Linked DNA regions of Mus musculus: regions 1, 2, 3, 4, 5 and 7 are each linked to region 6. The links are chromatin contacts, called in public Hi-C and promoter capture Hi-C maps. All regions are on one chromosome and are shown on one strand. The core of a region is the stretch at or near the end of the contact, and the rest is flanking DNA. Distances in the headings are between cores, read along the strand shown.

Region 1 (2,700 bases), core at 58-2,557, 1.9 Mb before region 6:
ACCAAAGTGTTGATTGCAGGGGTTTTCCACGGCTCTCACTGGAAGACATGGAATGAATCATAGAGAGTATTTCTCACGTCCATCAAGCATGATTAAATGTTTTCTGACACAGACTGAGGTAGCCTACATTGGCCTTGAATTTGCTATCAAGCAGGGGTTGACCAGAGGGTCCTGCCCCTCCCCCTCACAAATACAGAGATGACAGGAATGTGCCTCACAGTAGGCTCAAGTGTCTTTCTATCACAGGTCTGTTTACTTTAAGTCACAAGAATACACACAGGTCTGTGAGCTCTTCCTTACCCTGCTGACCTGACACAAAAGCCTGGCCCCCTAAAACAAGGCCACGCGAGATTTTCACCAGATACTAATACCCTGCTCATAAACGTTCTCAGGTTCAAGGCCTGATCAAGGCACGTTGACATAATCATAGTGTGCCAAGCAGACATTGTGTCTTATTTACAATTATTCAACCCTACTTTATGAACAGGAAACCTATCCAAGGTTTAAGGAAACCCAGCCCTCAAGGTAAAACCAGGTGGCAGGTTGCCTGCTTTGCTGACTTCCCTCTGTGTATCCACTACATGTGTTTCCTCACCTATAGTCAAAGACTCTCAGTGACCTCCCATCCTGGCAGATCTCTCTGCTCTGTTCCAGATTTTCCCATCTATGACCTGTTGGGACTTGGATTTTTATTCTCTCTTAATTCCTTAACTGATAGGGAAAATGAACATAATCAGGACCGTAGGAGGAGGCCAGGTACAGAGGATAGTGGGGCCAGGTACCCCATTTGCTCTAAAGGTACTGACTGGGGCATCTGACAGCATCCACCTGAGAATGGGGCAGCTAGGGGAGCATGCTTCCCAGCAAAGCTGTCAAAGAGTTCCCAGCACTGCCTCAGGTGCAAGTAGTCATCTCACCATCACTAGCTTGCAATCCTGACCCCTGCTACCAGTCTGTTCCTATGTCCAAGACACCCTGCGGTGTCCTATGAAAACCCTCACCTCAGACACAATCCCAATCGCCCCATTCCTGGTCCAGAACTGCAACCTCACGTGACCCAGCCAGATCAGCACAACAAATCCCAACAGCTTCTTTTCTTCCGTTCTCCCTCCAAGCCCAGGTCCGCTCAGTCCCCACCTTCCCCACACCCACTCTCCCCGCCTTTTCCCAGCCCGATGCTTGCACAAAGCCCCAGGCTGTGCTGTTTCATGAACCAACCTCCATGACAGAGACAACAGGCGTGTACAGCCGTTCAGGACTCTCGCAAAAACTTTGAGGAAGGCACAATGTACAAAACGAAAGCTAAAGTGGGATTGCCTGGATGGCTCCTCGTGATGGCACAGTTGCTTGGACTACATATCCCAGAAGTCTTTGCGAAGCTATTCCTGGAACTGAATGTGGTCTTTCCCTGGTCTTAGATTTGTAGCCTTCTCTCTGTTTTCTTTACTATTATACTATGGTAGGTACTATGGTAGGTACTTGGCCTACTTTAAAGCGCTCGACTCTAATGTAGACTCTGTCATAATACTCAGTATTGCAAATAAATAAATAATACTTGTTCCTTTGCAATTACACTCTGCATGAGACATACATGGATCAGATTCCACATCATGAAAAACAGTTTTGTGTAAATATTAGGATGTATATACTGTGGTTAGTTGGTCAGGGACACATTGAGAGTATAGATCATTTAACAAAGTTAAAACTTTAAAATGTTAATATATATTTAAGAAATTCCTTTTTAGTGGGAGCTGTACTACAATTTTAACGGTCTCCAATGGTTGTTCACAAACACAGGTACACATAAGCCACTGGGTATGTTTGCCCGTTGTTGATGTTGTTGTTCCTTCCCCTGCTCAGATTACACTTGGGAGGACACAGCTCCTGAGGTCACACTGGTATGTGTACTGGCCACTGGCCCATTATCCATTGTTAGAATTCTCTCTGCAGAGGTCTGATCTTTCTTACTCAATTTCCTTTCCCTGCTCTGATCTACAAGTGTTCCTATGTGACAATATTTTGAAAGTCAAAGCATCTGCCCTGAACTAACCTCAGTTTCTCAAAATCAGGACAGAGAAATGATTATTTCAAAAACAAATCAGAAATATCAAATAAGTTTATTGGAATTTGACAATCAAATACGTTAAAAAAAAACACCATACTCTGTAACCTGGAAGCCTCTGAGAGTTTCACTTTCATCTGTTTCTAAGAAAGACAATTCACTTCTCAACATGCCCATAGACTTTAATAGTCCCAAGACAGTCAAAGCCCAAAGTCTCTTGATGTTGTAATTCAATCAATTGCTTATTTCAAAGTGCTTACAAGATTACTCCTTCAACCTACCATGGACCAGTGGAAACCTGCCTTTTCCAAAAGGAGGAATAGTGACCAGGCAGGGAAGGATAAGAATAAGTTCGAGAGGAATGTGCTGTGAAAACCTAACCCCTACATCATCATATGCATTGGGTCTGTGGTTGCTGAATCATTTGGATGTCAAAGAACAGTGTCAACCTAAACTTCATCTGTGTGTTCTAAAGCACAGACATCCCCTTTCTAGATGTTGCTATGTTTCTAACATGAGGCTATGGTGGGGTTCCAAGTCCACTTAGCTGTCACCTGCATGTTTTATGAAGTGTGATCCCACCAAGATATTAGGAAGGACAGTATACACCCTACCAGTTACATGGTGAAGCATTTCTC
Region 2 (2,700 bases), core at 145-2,644, 1.5 Mb after region 6:
GGGTATTGCTCCTAATGATTGGGATGCCTCTCTCAATTCCAAAGTGCCTTTTTTGTTTGCTTCCAACATAGGAAACATACTTCCTTCTTGGACACTCTTGAGTGATCTGTTCTTCCCATCAGCAATTTTCCCCCTAAAATACCAAAAGTGACTAAATCTTCTAATAGCATCAAGGAACAAACATAGCAGTCCCATCACTGTCACTTAGAAGATCCACCATTTGCCTTTAGCAGTCAGATTCATAAAGGCATTTCTATTTGTGGGCCCTTAATTATGACATGACCAATTTTTAGTCCTACGAGTTCAAGGTTTGTTGCTTACCCTGAAATTAGCATTGAGCACCTGCTTACTTTCATGAGATATCTTCCTCAAAGGAAGAGCAAGATTTACCCAATGATTCCTGGGCACAGAACACTCAGTTGTAAATCTGTTCTGTCAGGGCTTGAAGGTTGACTCCATCTGTAAGCCAACTTGCTGCTAATACTGCTGACCTGGATTCCAGCCTCTGAATTCATAAGGAGAACTGACTCACCCAAGCTATCCTCTGACTTTCACATGCCTGATGCACACATATACACAAAGTTTGTAATCTGTTATATCAATCAATTTTATTAATAAAAGCTAGAGGGCAAGTCTGCATCCCTGATGGCTTGTGAGATAACTGCACTTTCAAAAGCTCTTGGTGATCTACTAGAGGCAAAATTCTGCTTCAATACGCCATGTAAGTGAACTAAACTAAATAAATAGGCCTTTGATCATCTACCTAACAGATCCCTGCTATTGACTAATAACTGGCATATACAAAGACAAAAATGACATTTACTGAACGCCAAGGGTCAAAAGTGGAGTCACTTGCATCTCATCTCATCTAATAGTCACAAGAAGCAATAGTCCTCGTTTTACAGATGAGGAGTCTGTTCCCACTGCTCGGCGAGTAACTGTGAGGGACAGCACTAAATTCTTTCGTCCAGGCGGCTGAGTCGCAAAGCCGAGGACTTCCCGCGGGGCAAGAGTTCGAAACCCGCAGCTGTCAATCACAGGAAGCACGCGGGAGCCGCTTCCGGAAGTGCCCTGAAGACGTGTGCCTGCGCAGAGGCGCGAGCTCGGAGCTCATACCTTTGCGGGAGTCTGCGCGGGACTGCGGGGCGGAGATGTCCATCGGGCTAGGGGCAGGCACCCGGCAGCCCCGCCGCTCTCGGCGGCGAGGAGAGCACGGCACGTGGGCCGGCTGCCGGGCATCGCCCGCCCGGAGCGGGGGGCGCTATGTGGGGCCTGACGCGGCGGCGTCACCTCAGCGACCAGCCAACGCTCGCCAGAGCCCGTAAATCCCGCGAGAACGAGCGCCTCTGCGCTCCATCGCTCGCCTCCCTCCAGATATCGCGAGAAGATGGACTAGCCTTTCAGCGGGCGGAAGCGGCTTCCCTTCCAGACGAGGTCAGCCTCGCGCAGTTCGCGAACGTCCCAAATATCGCGAGATTTGGCATTAGTCGGCGACCTCGACCCTCTTCGCTGAGGGAGTCCACGACCTGAGGTGTGTGACATCCTCCCAGGGCGGAAAAAGACAGTGTGAGCCCTGCACAGACCATTGACACTGTGGTGGCCTTGTCGTCTAGGAGCTTCAGGAGGCGAGCCTTAAGAGGGCGTTTTCTTGGGTTTGCCTACTTTATCGTAACTCACTCGTGCACAAACAAGGCAACCCCTGGGGTTCGGTTTTCTTCGCCATCTGAGAAGAGCAGCGACTGTGCCTCGCCCTGAGAGAGAAGCACACACCACGCAGCCTGCTGCCTCCAGCACAGCGTTCTGCGCACGAGCTGAATGGATTTTGCCTGTCCCAACATCTCCTGAACAAGCTCGTGAAGCCAAATGTATTCTTCATGTCGAATTCTTGTGATTTTTTTTTTTTTTAGGCCACTGTGCCTGTGTACGGGTCTCGTAGAGCTAAAAATCCAGAAGTCAGAGAAATTGCATTCCTTCCTAGAAAGTGGAAGAATCTCCACTCCTTGGCTTGACCTCTTTCTTCAAAGCCAAGGATAGTGCATTTCCTGAGCCTTCCACAATGGGTTTGGGTTTTGGGGGGGTTTGTTTGTTTGTTTGTTTGTTTGTTTTGAGCTCACCAGAATAATCTTATTTTCAGGTGTACACTCATAACTACATCAGAAAAGGCCCCTTGACATGTAAGATAACATGTATGGGTTCCTGGATTTAGAGACACAAATTCCTCTTGGGGATCATTATCCTGCCTACTGGAGGATCTTATTTGTATATACTATATGCCTATTCAACAAAGAGATCTCCATTCTTTGCAGATACTACTAAGACTAGTAGACTATTTTCAAAGGAGTGCTATATTAAGAGTGTCACTTGTTTGCAAAGCAATAGGAAAAGCTTTATAAAGAGAAACATTTAGGAATATTGATTTAGCTAGTAACAACAGCCTGAATAAAGGGGAGTAACTGCAAAAAATAAAGAGTTAAATAAATTTTGGGGGGAGGCAGGGATTTTGAGACAGGCCTTCTCACTGCGTAGCCCTAGCTATCCTAGAACTCATTCTGTAGACCAGGCTGGCCTTTGCCTGTTGGTTTAAGATGTAAGGCCTTACTGAAACTACAAGTGATTTGATAAATCCAAAATAAACATTGAAATGAAAGAAATCACCTTGTTAAAGGAATATCCTTCTAGCTAACAAGACGACTCCTCACC
Region 3 (2,700 bases), core at 6-2,505, 1.8 Mb before region 6:
CCACAATTGAATTCTAGAACAGTTTGAGTTTGAGATTTAGCAATGCCCTGTCATTGAGTTAGCAAAGACATTTTAAGATTAACTGCTTTGTGTGTCTGTGTTTTTTATCCAAAGATCCAGTATTCTCTAGGTGAGGGGCTGATAGCACTGCCTGTTCCCAGAGCTTAGGTGGGGTAGCAAAAGGTACATGTAACACTTTAGTATGCAAGTTTACTCAAAGCATATACATTCTGTGATCTCATTTTCTGAATCTGTTTTGTTTTTGAGTGGGGAGTCATGTATACCAAACATGTTTCAAACTTTCTATATGTCTATAGGTGACCTCGGACTCCTATTCCTATCTCCAGTAACCAACATCTGGGATTTTCAACATGTAAAACCACACTTGCTTCTATACAATCATCTTTAGTTTGAAGTTCCAGTTATTTGGACCAACACTTTTTCACATGTTCATTGTCTGTTTTCATTTCTCATTTTAAGAATTGTCTTCTCAAAATATTAGCTCATTTTTTTAATCCATGTTTGCCTTGTGATGTGAAACATTTTGGGGTGGGTGAGATAGCTCAGAGGTTAAGAGCACTAGCTGCTCTTCCGAGGGTCCTGAGTTCAAATACCAGCAACCACATGGTGGCTTACAACCATCCATAATGAGACCTGACTCCCTCTTCTGGTGTGTTTGAGGACAGCTACAGTGTACTTACATATAATAATAAATCTTTTTTAAAAACAAAACAAAAACAAACAAACAAACACAGCTGGGCAGTGGTGGCGCACACCTTTAATCCCAGCACTTGGGAGGCAGAGGCAGGAGGATTTCTGAGTTAGAGGCCAGCCTGGTTTGTAGAGTGAGTTCCAGGACAGCCAGAGCTATACAGAGAAACCCTGTCTGGAAAAACAAACCAAACCAAAGCAAAGCAAAACAAAAACAAAAACGAAACATTTTGTAGGAAGCAGGTTGAGTTTTAAAATCACAATATATGGACCCAAAGTATCCAGTACACATAATAAACAATGCTGTCAAAGGTTCAACCCATACTCATTTTGAAAATTTAAACGCGGTACCCTGACTCCCCGTGGCTATCCACCTTCAGAAGTGGCTTGTTTCTACCCATTCTCTTTGGCAAACAGCCTGACAGTAACTTGGGAACGTTTCAAATCACCTACCACGGCTTTGTGAAACTCGCTCGCAGAGAATTGTGGGAAATGTAGTCTCGTCCGCGGCGACGTCACAAACAGGGACTCTGGGAAGGGCGCTTCCGTGTTTCTTCTGCGCCTGTGTGTGTCTCCCTCTCTGGCGGTCTTCTCCAAAGTTGGGCCAGTGTCGGGTCCTGTGCGCGCTCTGGTAGCATCTCTGGCATGGAGGTTGGTCCCAGGATGTAGCGCAGCCAGAGGGACGTTGCGGGGTGGGCGGGTCCGCCTTGGAGGGAGGCGGGAAGAAGTTGAATGGGAGGTACTGTGGTGACCTAGGCTTGTCCATTCCGGTGCTGGTTAACGCTGGAGGAGGGATGGAGCTGGGAGTGGCCTCTCTTTTAAGGTGCCGTTGCCCTGTTCTGTCCTGCACTTCTGGGGCAGGAGAGCTGGCTCGGTAGCCTAGGAATGGAGAAGGGTGCCTGGCAGGGTGCATCTGCTGTCAGCTTGTGCCTGAGGTGTGGAAGCATGCCCTTAGCTGACACTGTCTCGATGGCTTCTGTTATCCGGAATTTAATAGATGTATATACAATGCAGTCCGATCAAATCCACCCCTACTGTCCCCTACTTCAACAGTACCAGGTATCTCCCAAAATGCTCCACTCCCAATTTCCTGTCCTGGTGGTTTTGTTTTTGTTTTATAACCCACTGAGTCCACTTAGTATTGCTCTAGTGTGCATACCTGTGTGTATGGGGCGGGGAAGGGAGGGCGCACAGGACATCCCCTAGAACGTGGACGCTCACTGGCCACACCTCCAAGCAAAATAAACAAACAAACAAACAAACAAAACGAATCTCTTTTTCAGTGGTCATGAATTCCAACCGATCCTTAGCTAAGGGTGGGGCCTTGTGAACCCCTCCCCTTTCCCTGTTGAAGTTTTGACTGACGTTATTTGTGTGTTATGCTGGTAACCATAGCTACCTTTTCCCCCTTCCTATTGCCATCCTTTTGTGTTTGTATTGGGATTTTGAGTCAGTTTCTTGTGTAGTCCAGGCTGCCCTGAAGTGTTCTGTGTAGCTGATAGTGACGTTAACTTCCGTTCCTCCTGACTTCTCCTCCTCTTTACTCCTCTGTGCCCTAGGAAGATGGCCATCTGTCACTTTGTTCTTTCCTTTGTGACTTGCCCCTTAAACCTTCTCTATTCTTTCAGATGACTATTAAGCCATAACTTATTGGTTAAGACAGGATCTAATTACTAATTTGCTTAGGAAATGGCAGAATTTCACTGGGTATATAAACAACATATGAGATGTAGAAAAGAAATTTGGAGATGCTCATATATTTATTTTAATTTATAAATATCAGTGAAGGATGCTTTGCTAAATATTGATCAAGACACCATGCCATGTTCCATTTATAGTGAGTTTGAGTGTTGTTTGTTTATTAACTGTTGGATTTCTTAAGTTGCCTCATAACCAGAGAATTTATATTAAGAAGAAAGACATATTATAGGGATGAAGGCATAAAAGTAGAATGTTAAGATCAAAACAAACTATGTAGCATGAAGACAT
Region 4 (2,700 bases), core at 4-2,503, 1.9 Mb before region 6:
CTCGAGTTTATTTTTCACCGCCCTTTTATACCTCATATTACCATGGGAAGCAAAGTTACAAGATAACAGAAACAATGGCAGAAATATACACAATGTCCATAAACTTCCTCAACAAGTCCAAGCCCTGATAATGTCATGTTGACCGGAACCATTTGGGGCCAAGCGGACACTCTCTTTTTAAAAAATTCTCGGGGCTGGTGAAATGGCTCAGCTGTTAAGAGCACCGACTGCTCTTCCAAAGGCCCTGAGTTCAAATCCCAGCAACCACATGGTGGCTCACAACCATCTGTAATGAAATCTGATACCCTCTTCTGGAGTGTCTGAAGACAGCTACAGTGTACTTACATATAATAAATAAATAAATATTTTTTTAAAAATTCTCAACTGTAAAGTAGGGATGGAGGTCCTGTCAAGTTTAGTAAACACAGCCCTCAAGGTGAAACATGGTGTGAGCTCCTTTTGATCCCACTCTGCCTTGTAGACATTCCTGCCTGTGTGTCCACTGCATGTGTTTCTTCAACCCTAGTCCAAGATTTTCCGTGCATTCAGACAGATATGTTGGCTATGTCCCAGAATTCCCCAACACGACAGCTGTTGTAACTCGGATTTTTCCTCTCTTAATTCTTTACTGGCAGCGAAAAATGAACACAGTCAGACCTCAAGGCCATTGCTATAAGCTGGCTACAGAGTACACGGGGACCAGAAACCCTTTTACTCTAAAGACACAAAGGACTCTGGCAGCATCCAGGTGAGATGGGGGCAGCCAGGGACGCGCGCTTCCAGCAATGCAGGTCTGTGAGCTCTGGCACTCTCTCAGGAGCAGGTAGTCAGCTCATCACCATTAGTTTGCAATCTAGTCCTCCACTACCAAGCTGCTCCAGTGTACCAGAGAACCAAGGCAGACTCGGGCTGCTCTCGGTGTTCTAAAGGAAACCTTCACTCAGGACACAATCCCAAAAGGCCAGTCCCCTCACTCCAAAACTGCAGCCTCAGTGGCCCCAGCCAGTTCAGCACAGCCAGTCCTGGCAGCTGCTTCCGCCCTCCCACCCAGTCCTCAAGCGCTCCCTCCAAGACAGAGCCCAGCTCCCGGCACTGAACCCCAGGCTATGCTGCTTCCTGAACCAACCTCCTTGACACAGATCCCGCACAGAGCCCCAGGCTACGCTGCTGCCTGGACCAACCTTCTTGTCAGAGACAACTGGAATAGATAGCCGCATACGATTTCCGCCCAACCTTAAGAAAGACGCACGAGTACAGACCTGAACTCAGAAGGGGATTTCCTGGAAGGCTCCCAGTGGTCACAGTGGTGCGGACTACATCTCCCAGAAGTCTGTGCGAAGGAAATCCCAGAACCCAGGGTGGGTGAAGTCTACTGTTTGGAGAGTTTTGTGGATGGGAACACACAGTTGAAGGTGCAAGGAGGAAGCCTTATCTGCAGAAAAGCTGTGGGTAATGAGATTGGTTTTCGACCCCAGAACCACATCGGAGATGTATGGATTTGAGTCAAGCCTTTGACAGAAACTTTTGGCTTACAAGTCATTTCTAGTAGTAATTTTAATATTACTACTTCCTGGCCGGGGGGGGGGGGACGGGACGGGGGGCACGTTGACTTAGTTGTTCGTTAAATAAACAAAGCAATACACTAACCAACGTGGCAAGGAAAACTAACTTTATAAAATGTTTGAAACCAGCCTTGGCGTTCCTGACTATGCTCCTAGCTCCTCAGTGGCTTTTGACAAATGGACTTGGGATACAAAGCTGGCTTGGTGTCTGCCCCAACAAACTTGTATACTGTTGTTTGTGTTTCTACTTTTTGAATATATAGAAACAATTCCTCCAGGGCATTGCTAATATTACACATACAGAAACACATGCTGTTTGAGCAGGCCAAGGAGGTTGACTCTGAAGATAAAATTTGACATCCCCATGCCACACCCAAGCATGTGTGTATCTAACATTCCTCTAAATCTCTTGTCCTGAGTTAATGCCCCGGACTCTCAGACATTGGAAAGAAGATCAACAAGAAGCCCATGGAGGCATTGATTAAAACCAGCTAACAGGCTACCTATGTCCAACAGAGACTACTACTGTTGATCTGTTGGTAGAAAGGTGTCTGTAATAAAAGCAGGTCACACATCCAGTCATTTCCCCTACTTGTTGTATGCAGGTGAGACATAAATGCACAAGGCTTTGAGTTGTACTGTAGAAACAAGAGTGTACAGAGCACAAACATTTTAAAGTGGTATACACCCTCACCACAATAGTTGAGTAGCCTGCAACTAGGATTTCCTTCTGAGAGCCCTCAGAAATCAGTGTACATGGGGCTGCTAACAAAACAGCCAGGGGATCACATGGAGTCAAAGCCTTGTCCATTCCTTAGATCCTGTGAACTAAAGGCAGGTACTAAAAAATCAGCTGCAGTGGAGTCTACTCCACTGTGGAACACAGACCCAAAGTAGCCTCTAAGACTACATAAGCATAGACTTAAGAGTTCAATCAATGTATTTTACTTATCCATCGAAATATATAGGGTGAGCATACCAAGTGATGATAGGCAATGCACGCTTAGAAACATCGGTACAGAAGATCAAAGAACAAAGGAAAAAAATCTTGAATCCACAAAATTGTGAAAACTTATTGATAAGGTATTAAACACACAATCCCAGTGGCATGGTTTAATCTTTGAATTCTGTATCCACA
Region 5 (2,700 bases), core at 178-2,677, 1.8 Mb before region 6:
ACCATAAAATTATTTTTTGATATTTTATCACTAATTTTGCTGTTATGAATTGTAATGTAACTATGTGATATGCAGATGATCTTAAGCAACCCCTGAAAAGGGTTGTTTGACCCTCAAGGGGTCATAACTTGCATGTTGAAAATTGCTTTATAGCAGGGCGCGGTGGCACATGACTTTAATCCCAACACTCGGGAGGCAGAGGCAGGCAGATTTCTGAGTTAGAAGCCAGCCTGGTCTACAAAATGAGTTCCAGGACAGCCAGGGCTACACAGAGAAACCCAGTCTCGGAAAAGAAAAAAAAAAAAAAAAAAAAAAGGAAGGAAGGAAGAGAAAAAAGAGAAAATTGCTGTTATATAGACTTCCAGCAGAAGGTGTGGTCCAGATTAAAATTGTTATCTTCCCACCTCAGGATTGGAATTAAAGGCATGTATTTCCACCTGTTGCAGTAATTCCCCAACCCTGATACCCCAATAAGTCTATGCAAAAACCACACAACTCAGTTACATTATTTACAAGCTGCACGCTTAGACTGAGCAGATTTATCACTACACTACTCTATTCCCCAGCTGTGAGATCCCACATTATTTGCTGCCTCTCAGGGCCTTGTGGTTCTGCTCCATCTTCCTCTTATCTTCTCTTCCTCAGTCTTCTTCCTCCCTCGCTCCCTACTCTTCCCTCACTTCCTAAAACCTCTAGCCCCACCTTTCCCTTCCACTGCCCAATCACAGGCTCTAGTCTTTATTTGACCAGTTAGAATGGGGAGAAGGTTCACAGGAAATCACCTGAGTATGTGATCCACTCCTCTCAGGGGCAACCCCTCTTGAGGAAGCTGAATTAACATCAGAATACAAACAGCACCAGGGCAACCCACAACATCTACCTCACAAGTCATGACTAGAAGTGGATCCACCCACTTCAAACAAACAAAAATCCCTCAAAGGTGTCCCTTGTATTTCTTCTGGATTCCATCTAATTCTAGATGTAGTCAAGTACCAAGAATAGAAATCACAGGAGAAAAGAGTTTATTTGGTTTACATAACCTGGATTGCTGTCCATTGGAAGAAGCCAAGGCTGGAATTCAAAGAGGGCAGGAACCCGGAGGCAGGAGCTGCTGATGGTTTTTATTTTAAATCTAGTATAATTGAGTCAATGAGTTTTCCTCCTGCCAAAAGACTCTAGGAACCCCAGAGCTTTTTAGGTAACGTCTTTGATCAGAGTAAGAAGTAAACCTAATACAAGTTGCCGTCAAAGGCTGGATTTATATTCCCACAAGACCTTTGTAAATTTGAGACTTAAAAAGCAGCCTAATCCAGTGACAGGCTATAAATAGTTCTCCCTGACTTTGGTTCAGGGCAGTCCTTCGCGTAGACTTCTGGGAAATGTAGTCTCTCTTAGCATGACTCCGCTAGACCGGACTCTACTCCTCTGTGCTTCCGGTTCATTTTGCTTTTGTGTTTCTCCAAACTCTGCGGCTTTCTCAAAGTTGGAACAGTGTGGCTTGCGCTCCGCGCTCGACATGGAGGTTGGTCCCGGCTGCAGCCTAGCCTTGCAGGCCTCATGAACTATACGGGTGGGCGGGCCCGGGGTGCAGGGAGCCGGGGAGGGCTGGGCGGGAGGCGGAGAGAAGCCCACGTGGTCCTGCAGTGCGGACCTAGGCTTGGCCAGAGTGCAGGGGTGGGGCGCACGCACGGTGCAAGGAGTGATTGCTCTGTTAGGACAGAGCGGCTGACAGAGTCAATCATGTGTTTCAGGGACCTGAGAGGTGGCCTGCTACTGCGAGAATGGAGACTGGAAAGTCTAGGGTTGGTAGAGCAGGGTGGCTTGGCTGACCGTGCCAGAGGCAGGCTGTGATGAGAGCTCATACCCCACCTTGGCTGGGGAAGCTTGCTGTTAACTAGTTTTCACATTGCTGTTGTCAGATCCCTCAGGAAATCTAGAGCAAGTGGGTTTTTCTGGGCCCTCCCGTATTCAATGAGAGGCCCAGGACTCTGATTTTGAGTTCGTGTGGCTCATAGTTTCCAGGACAGTGAGTTCTGCGGGGGAGTTTGGTGTATGGGATGTTCGTCCCGTTTTCTTTGTGATAAATTGTTAGTTTTCAGGGCGGCTCACTTTGGATAGGAATCACTCCTTTACCCACTGTGACAGAACCCTCACATTCACACACCTGTATGAGGAAAAAAAAAAAAATCTCATCGAGGGGGCACTCTGAACTTTGTCCCAGCTATCACTGATCCTACAACACTGCAGAGTGGAAAATACTAGAGATTATTACCACATACAATTGCACCGGAGACTGCGATGTCAGAAATTTGGTGTTGTGTGGAAAGATTGAGAGTGAAGTTGAAGAGCTGTGGCTCACTCAGGGTCCTGTGATTGTATACAGCCAATGCTCACCCTGCCCTTTGTATACAGCCGCTGCTCATCCTGACATTTGTACTGTTTTTGCCACACTTCAGTCAAATTGATTTGTGTGCTGGAGACTGACTTACAGCATTAAAATCTATACCTGAGAAGCATGGGCTTTAAACTACATCAATACCAATACTTTCTATGTATCATCTAACAATCATTAAAATATGGACATTTTCTAATTAATGTCACTAATCTGCAGGAAACTAAGAATGTGCCGTTTTACACTGTTTAAGGTGTGAAAAGTACATTTTCTTGTACCTTAAATCTCGTTTCCTACAATGTAGAGGT
Region 6 (2,700 bases), core at 141-2,640:
AGTTCAGCCGCAGGTTTTCCTCTTCCATGGTGTCAGAAAAATAGAAAGGCTGAGCAAGATGACCCAGCTACATTTTACTTATCTCATGTTCCTTTGTCTGAATCCTTGAGCAAATCGGTCTGACACTAATCAGGGGACAAGTGAGACTGTGGTCTATGAAAACCTGTTCATTTCTCACTAACCAGGGGATAGGACTGTTGGCTCCCATCTATACCTCTTTTCTTGTTTTTGAATTATCACTTCTTTAAAGTAGCTGCTGAAAACTAAACATGAGCCTCTTATCTTCTAACACCTGTCAGTTTCTCTCAACCAGATCCCCAGCTTTTGTTGTTGTTGTTGTTGTTCTGTCGAGATAGGGTTTCTCTGTATAGCCCTGGCTGTCCTGGAACTCACTCTGTAGACCAGGCTGGCCTCAAACTCAGAAATCGGGCCTGCCTCTGCCTCCCAAGTGCTGGGATTAAAGGCTTGTGCCACCAAAGCCTGGCCAGATCCCCAGCTTTAAAAAAAAAAAAAAAAAAAGTTGAAAAGGACTGGTGAGATGGCTCAGTGGGTAAAGGCTACCAAGCCTGAGTTTGATTGATCTCCAGGACTCATGTTGAAAGAAGGGTAGCAATCCGGAAAGGTGCCCACAAGCAGGCAATAGCACACATGTGCATACCCACACACAAAATAAATGTAATAGAAACATTTTTTGTTTTTGAATTGAAAAGCTTCAATCTGGCTTGCCTCAATCTGGCTTGCCAGTTCCAGTTCAGAAATCGGTTTGTTTGTTTCTTCTATTCTAACCCCCCTCTTGGGCAGTCCTTCAACTCCTCCCGTAACTCTAGGGTATTTGAGAGCAAACATCTCACCACTAGCCGGCCCCTGAGCCGTCACAAAAGCTGAAAAGAAGCCTTTACTCACATGGGGCCAGGTTGTTGGAAGCGTGGAAGCCATACTGTCCTCAGTGTTCTCTAGCGGTAGGAGGCAGAATGCTGATCGTCCTGAAGGTGGAAGAGGCACTAAGGAATGTGCCCAGTGGCTCCCCCACTTCTGCCCATATTCCGACCTCTGCAGGACATAACCAGTCCGCCCCAAAATTGCCAAGTGCCCAGTGAGTCCTCTCCCCGACTCCCATAAGCTTACAAAACAGGTTCCCCTCTAACCGAGAGGGGATGGTTGATGTCCTCCAATCCAGAATGCGGTCGGTTTTCTTAAACCGTGTTCCCCATCTAGAACGGGATGCCTCCTCAGGATCCGGACCCACGACTACACACCTTCTCCGGGGTCCATAGAAGTGGAGCCACTAACGAAGCCGACACTGGACTCCGGAGGCTGCAAATGAAACAGAAGATAGGAGTTGTCCCCGACGGGCTTTCACGCAGCGTTACGAGTGCTTGCGATAAACACAATGGCTCTTGCCTGTCGGTCTAGCCCCTGAGTCGGCTCGCTGGTCCGGACTACAACTCCCAGGCGCCCCCGCGGACGTCGAGCGGCGGCAATCTGTTGGCGTCCTTCCTGTTGGCAGGCTAAGCCGAAGTCCGTAAGCGTCTGCTACTGGCTGCTAAAGAACTAGGATGAAGCCTTTGAAGGAGGCTACTAAGATGCTAAGCATCTCCGTGGACAGAGACCGAGACTAGGAGGGAGTCGAACCCACTAACAGGAGCAAATGAACTTGGACAAACCGGAAGAAGTGCTGGTGTTAGATCGGCTGGGGGATGCTCGCCTTGTAGCAGAGTAAGGAGGGCGGAAGGAGGGCGGAAGGAGGGGACACACAGAATACACAGCTCGACTAGTGTAGAGGGGAGGGACCCGGATGGGGACTGGCTGTGGGTCGAAGGCAAGAGAAGACAAAGTCATTTAACCGAGTTTCCTTAGGGGAAGGAGAAAAGAATGCAATCGTGCTGTAGTTTCAGCGGTGTCCTTAAAGGGAGAGGAAGAAAGGACTAAACCGTAGAAACAGAAAGCCATTAGGCATTGGAATTAAAATTTTACTCGTTTCTATGAGAGGACAGGCGTTTGCGTCCAGATCTGTAGAGTGAGCAGGGTTGTATGGTTTAGGCAGGGTTGTATGGTCTTACAACGTTTAGGTGGTAAGTGTGGAGACCTGGTGGACTTGAAGGATATGGTAGGCTACACTAAATGTCCTCTCCAGTTTTCCCCAGCAGAGGAAGGGATGTAGTGAAAATTCTAGAATTTTGGTTTCTTGAAAAAAAAAAAAACCAAATATTATAAGAAGGTGCTTTTATTTTGATTCCGGGTATAGGGACGTAGGGCTGCTTCCGACTGCCTGAAGCAACTGACCATGATTTATTTGCCTTGTGCTCTAGCAGAATCGCGGTTCTGTCTGCAGCAGAGTTTTGGTAATTGTGTTATATTTGGAACTCTGGGAACTTTTCAGAGGGTATATAAATGTTAGAGCCCGATAGGCTGGGGGCTGGGGTGGGCCAGTTGTTGGTTGTATAGGGAGGAGGTTGGTTGTAGTTTGTTAGTAGCTGAGGCCAAAGGAGAAGCAAGAGAAAAGAAATCAGATTCGGGGATCTTCCTAATCACTCTCTCCCCTCTACTCTTGTTCCTTTCCTGTCTAGTGTTAGGGGGTAGAAAGGGGGGTAAGGATAATAATGGGAGGAAAAAGAGAACCGACAAAGTAGCAAAGACCAGTTACAAAGGGACACGGAGGATCAGAGATGTATGAGGAGAATTAAAATTACCCTCAGTCCC
Region 7 (2,700 bases), core at 25-2,524, 1.1 Mb after region 6:
ATATGAGGATGGAGAAAAGAGCTAAGGCGCAGAGGAGCCGGAACCTCAAGCCCACCCCAACTCACCCTGGGCTCAAGTCTGCCTTCCGGGGGCTCCCACACGTAAGGGTACCCAGGCCTCCCAGGATTTCGAGGCCCAGAATCTGGGATCCCTGAAGGTTTCAGCAGTGCATCGCCTACAGAGCTGAGTCCCGCAGAGGCCGGGAGGGAAGATGAAGGATGCAGCCAGCTGCAGATGTGAGAATCCCAGCTGCGCAACTCTCAGGCTGTCAGTCCCAGCTCCTCCACGAAACCAGGAATGTCAGGAGGGTGACCCCGGAAGAGTCATACTATGCCTTTTTGCCCATCAAGAACCTCCAGCTCGGCCCACCCGTAACGGATGGATAGGGACGACCCCCAGCCCCGGAGAGAGGGTGATTCCCAACCCCTCGTGGATTGGGACCCAGGGAGAATGACCAAAGGCCCTCTGTCCACCAAGATTCACGGCTCTGCTCACTGTCCCCCATCTGGGATGAGCCCACCGAGAGTGAAACCCTGACCCTTCCACTGAGATAGGGTGACCAGGGAAAATGACCACCCAGGAGGATGGCCCTGGAGGGTCATGATCCCTCAAAAGTGGCTCCCTAGAGTGATCCCTGGAAACGTGACCCCGAGAGGATTATTATCTTCAAGGGTGGCCCCTGAAAGGATGACCCCGGGTCCTGCGCCCATAAGGACTCCCAGCTCTGATCCGCCCACGCGTCCGGGATCGGTCCCCGCGACTGGAGCTAGCGGCTGCAGGGGTGACCTCGGTGCCCACGGCGTACCTGGCGGCTGCGGGCCCCCAGGGCTGTCTGGCTGCTGTGCGCCGGACGCCGCGAGGCTCTTGCGCTCCTTCTGCGACTCCCTGCGGCCGCCTGCGCCAGGCCTGTGTCCTGAGGCCACAGCCGGGCTCCTGCCGCCACGGTGCCCGGCCCCGCTGGCCGCCGCCGCCGCCTCATCGCGACGCTTGCGCTGCAGCTGCTGCTGGCGCCGGTGCTCGGCCTCCCGCAGGATGTCGAACGGGTCCGACTCGTCGTCCAGCAGCTGATGGAAGCGGTTGGCCACGACGCAGCCGAACGTCTCCTGCATCGCGGCGCCCGCGGCGGCTACAGGGCTCCCCAGGGCCCCCTTCATGACGCCGCCGCTGCGGGCGCCGCGGGCAGCCCAGGCCAGTGAGGTTCAGCGAAGCCGCGGGCGAGGACCCATGCTGCTGCTGCTGCTGCCGCCGCCGCCGCCGCCGCCGCCGCACTCTCGGCCCCGCGGTCGGCTCCTCCCGGCCTGCGCGCCCCAGCCAATGAGCGCTGGTGGACACGCCCTTCGGCCCCGGGGCGCACGAAGACCCAATGGGAGACCGGTGTCTGTGACGTCACGCCCCACTTTATCCCCTCCCACTCTATAGCCTGTGGGCGTGGTGGTATGGGGCTTGGGCGGAGCTACCACCAGAAACTCAGGGAGGCTGCAAGCCTTCTCTCGCCGGTGTGCGCCAGTGGGGAGCCTGGTTGCACACCGCCACACTTCACCAAAATGACCTAGTCAAGAGCCTTTAAGGGCTTGCGTGTCTGGGGGAGAGCTGTAAACTGAGGGAAAGTGCCTAGAGGAGAGGCAGCGTCCTCAGCTGGGTGCTGACCCATTCAAGAAGCCTGGAGAGACTTGCGTTTCAAGAGGTGTGACAGGAACAAGAGACCAAAACAACCCATTCAAGTGCAAAGAAACAACCCCAGACCCACTGTGATGTTGTGATGAGTGCGGGAGCGGACAGGGTGAGGTTTAGATAGCGGTTGTTTTTCTTTTGAGACATTCAGTTAAGGCCTGGCTTCTGGGGAATGAAACTCCAAATTAGATGTCATGCTTGCTGGCGAGTGCCTTTGCTCTCTGAGCCATCACTCTCCTGAAAATTAATTTTGTAAGTTAGCATTCAAAGTAATGGTTCTTATGGTATGTTTGTGTGTTTATATGTGTGTGTATATATACATGTTTATGTCATTACACTTTGTTCAAAACTGTCTCCACATTGCCCTTCTCCATGATGCCATCCCTGCCTGCTGGTTCCCTCCCTATCACAAGCAGTTTTACTTCATAGAACATATGTTTTACTTCATAGAACATGTGAAAGGAATAATTAAATACAGGTGTTAAAAAAGGTCTGAGTTTTACTGTTGTCCAACTTCTCTGTGCAAAGAAATCAAAAGTGATTTTTGTCTCAAATTGTAATTTCCTGGGCTTGCCATTCAGGGACCTCAGGGGTTCTCAGTAAATTGTCAGATGGCTAGAGATTTTAAGATAGGTGGCCACTTCTTTCTTTGAATTAAAGATTAGAGCCTGTATTTTTCTAGCCAAAATTGGAAATAGGTATTCAGATGAAAACTCGTATTATTCTCAGAGGTGCTATTCACAATAGCCGGGAGGAAGAAGCAGTCCAAATGCCCATTAACTGGGTGATGGATGAATAAGATGTGCTACAACAGAAGCTAGGATGGGGTGGGGGGAGGGCAGAAAAAGAACAAGTGTTAGCACACACTACAAAACAGGTGAACCTTGGACCATTGTGTGAAGAAAGCTTAGATGATGTCAGGGATAGGGATAGTTTTAGTTACCTTCGCATTGCTGCACCCACAATACCATAATTTTGCAAATATGACATCAAAGGCACAAGCAAAATTGCACTTTATCAAACTTAGGA

Evidence for each region. Promoter capture Hi-C pulls out the DNA fragments that hold promoters and counts their contacts. Hi-C and Micro-C count contacts between places; a contact is called where the count stands out from the background. Capture Hi-C pulls out chosen DNA fragments and counts their contacts.
Region 1: a contact with region 6 is called in a promoter capture Hi-C map of liver, with 7 times the contacts expected there. The contact joins the promoter of Zfp455 here to the promoter of Zfp369 in region 6. A contact is called at or near these places in 3 of 39 promoter capture datasets (hippocampal neurons and liver).
Region 2: a contact with region 6 is called in a promoter capture Hi-C map of pre-B cells, with 6 times the contacts expected there. The contact joins the promoter of Ercc6l2 here to the promoter of Zfp369 in region 6. A contact is called at or near these places in 3 of 39 promoter capture datasets (hippocampal neurons, liver and pre-B cells) and 1 of 115 datasets of contacts at active chromatin or transcription factors (microglia).
Region 3: a promoter capture Hi-C map of pre-B cells shows a contact between it and region 6, with 4 times the contacts expected there. The contact joins the promoter of Zfp712 here to the promoter of Zfp369 in region 6. A contact is called at or near these places in 5 of 39 promoter capture datasets (cranial neural crest, hematopoietic stem and progenitor cells, hippocampal neurons and 2 more), 3 of 115 datasets of contacts at active chromatin or transcription factors (astrocytes, pro-B cells and thymic regulatory T cells) and 1 of 9 other capture datasets (liver).
Region 4: a Hi-C map of B cells shows a contact between it and region 6, with 8 read pairs. The contact joins the promoter of Rsl1 here to the promoter of Zfp369 in region 6.
Region 5: a contact with region 6 is called in a promoter capture Hi-C map of liver, with 4 times the contacts expected there. The contact joins the promoter of Zfp708 here to the promoter of Zfp369 in region 6. A contact is called at or near these places in 1 of 484 Hi-C or Micro-C datasets (uterus), 1 of 115 datasets of contacts at active chromatin or transcription factors (pancreatic cancer cells) and 1 of 9 other capture datasets (liver).
Region 7: a promoter capture Hi-C map of pre-B cells shows a contact between it and region 6, with 9 times the contacts expected there. The contact joins the promoter of Habp4 here to the promoter of Zfp369 in region 6. A contact is called at or near these places in 8 of 39 promoter capture datasets (the C10 cell line, embryonic stem cells, hippocampal neurons and 3 more), 1 of 484 Hi-C or Micro-C datasets (CD4 T cells), 8 of 115 datasets of contacts at active chromatin or transcription factors (astrocytes, bone marrow-derived dendritic cells, embryonic stem cells and 5 more) and 2 of 9 other capture datasets (adipose tissue and liver).

The regions. Positions count from the first base shown.
Region 1 is chr13:67,193,113-67,195,812 of GRCm38.p6, reverse strand. It overlaps Zfp455 (zinc finger protein 455), which reads right to left and starts at 1,307. Exons shown (of 4, transcript NM_001048204.1): 1 at 1,219-1,307. The coding sequence starts at 1,224.
Region 2 is chr13:63,813,934-63,816,633 of GRCm38.p6, reverse strand. Ercc6l2 (excision repair cross-complementing rodent repair deficiency, complementation group 6 like 2) reads right to left here and starts at 1,394. Exons shown (of 19, transcript NM_001013608.3): 1 at 1,117-1,394. The coding sequence starts at 1,159.
Region 3 is chr13:67,059,725-67,062,424 of GRCm38.p6, reverse strand. It overlaps Zfp712 (zinc finger protein 712), which reads left to right and starts at 1,255. Exons shown (of 4, transcript NM_001166218.1): 1 at 1,255-1,362. The coding sequence starts at 1,357.
Region 4 is chr13:67,171,735-67,174,434 of GRCm38.p6, reverse strand. Rsl1 (regulator of sex limited protein 1) reads right to left here and starts at 1,253. Exons shown (of 4, transcript NM_001013769.1): 1 at 1,182-1,253. The coding sequence starts at 1,217.
Region 5 is chr13:67,080,272-67,082,971 of GRCm38.p6, reverse strand. It overlaps Zfp708 (zinc finger protein 708), which reads left to right and starts at 1,427. Exons shown (of 4, transcript NM_001012448.2): 1 at 1,427-1,522. The coding sequence starts at 1,517.
Region 6 is chr13:65,277,544-65,280,243 of GRCm38.p6, reverse strand. Zfp369 (zinc finger protein 369) reads right to left here and starts at 1,390. Exons shown (of 8, transcript NM_178364.5): 1 at 1,257-1,390; 2 at 904-983. The coding sequence starts at 1,272.
Region 7 is chr13:64,160,440-64,163,139 of GRCm38.p6, reverse strand. Habp4 (hyaluronic acid binding protein 4) reads right to left here and starts at 1,274. Exons shown (of 8, transcript NM_019986.3): 1 at 806-1,274. The coding sequence starts at 1,154.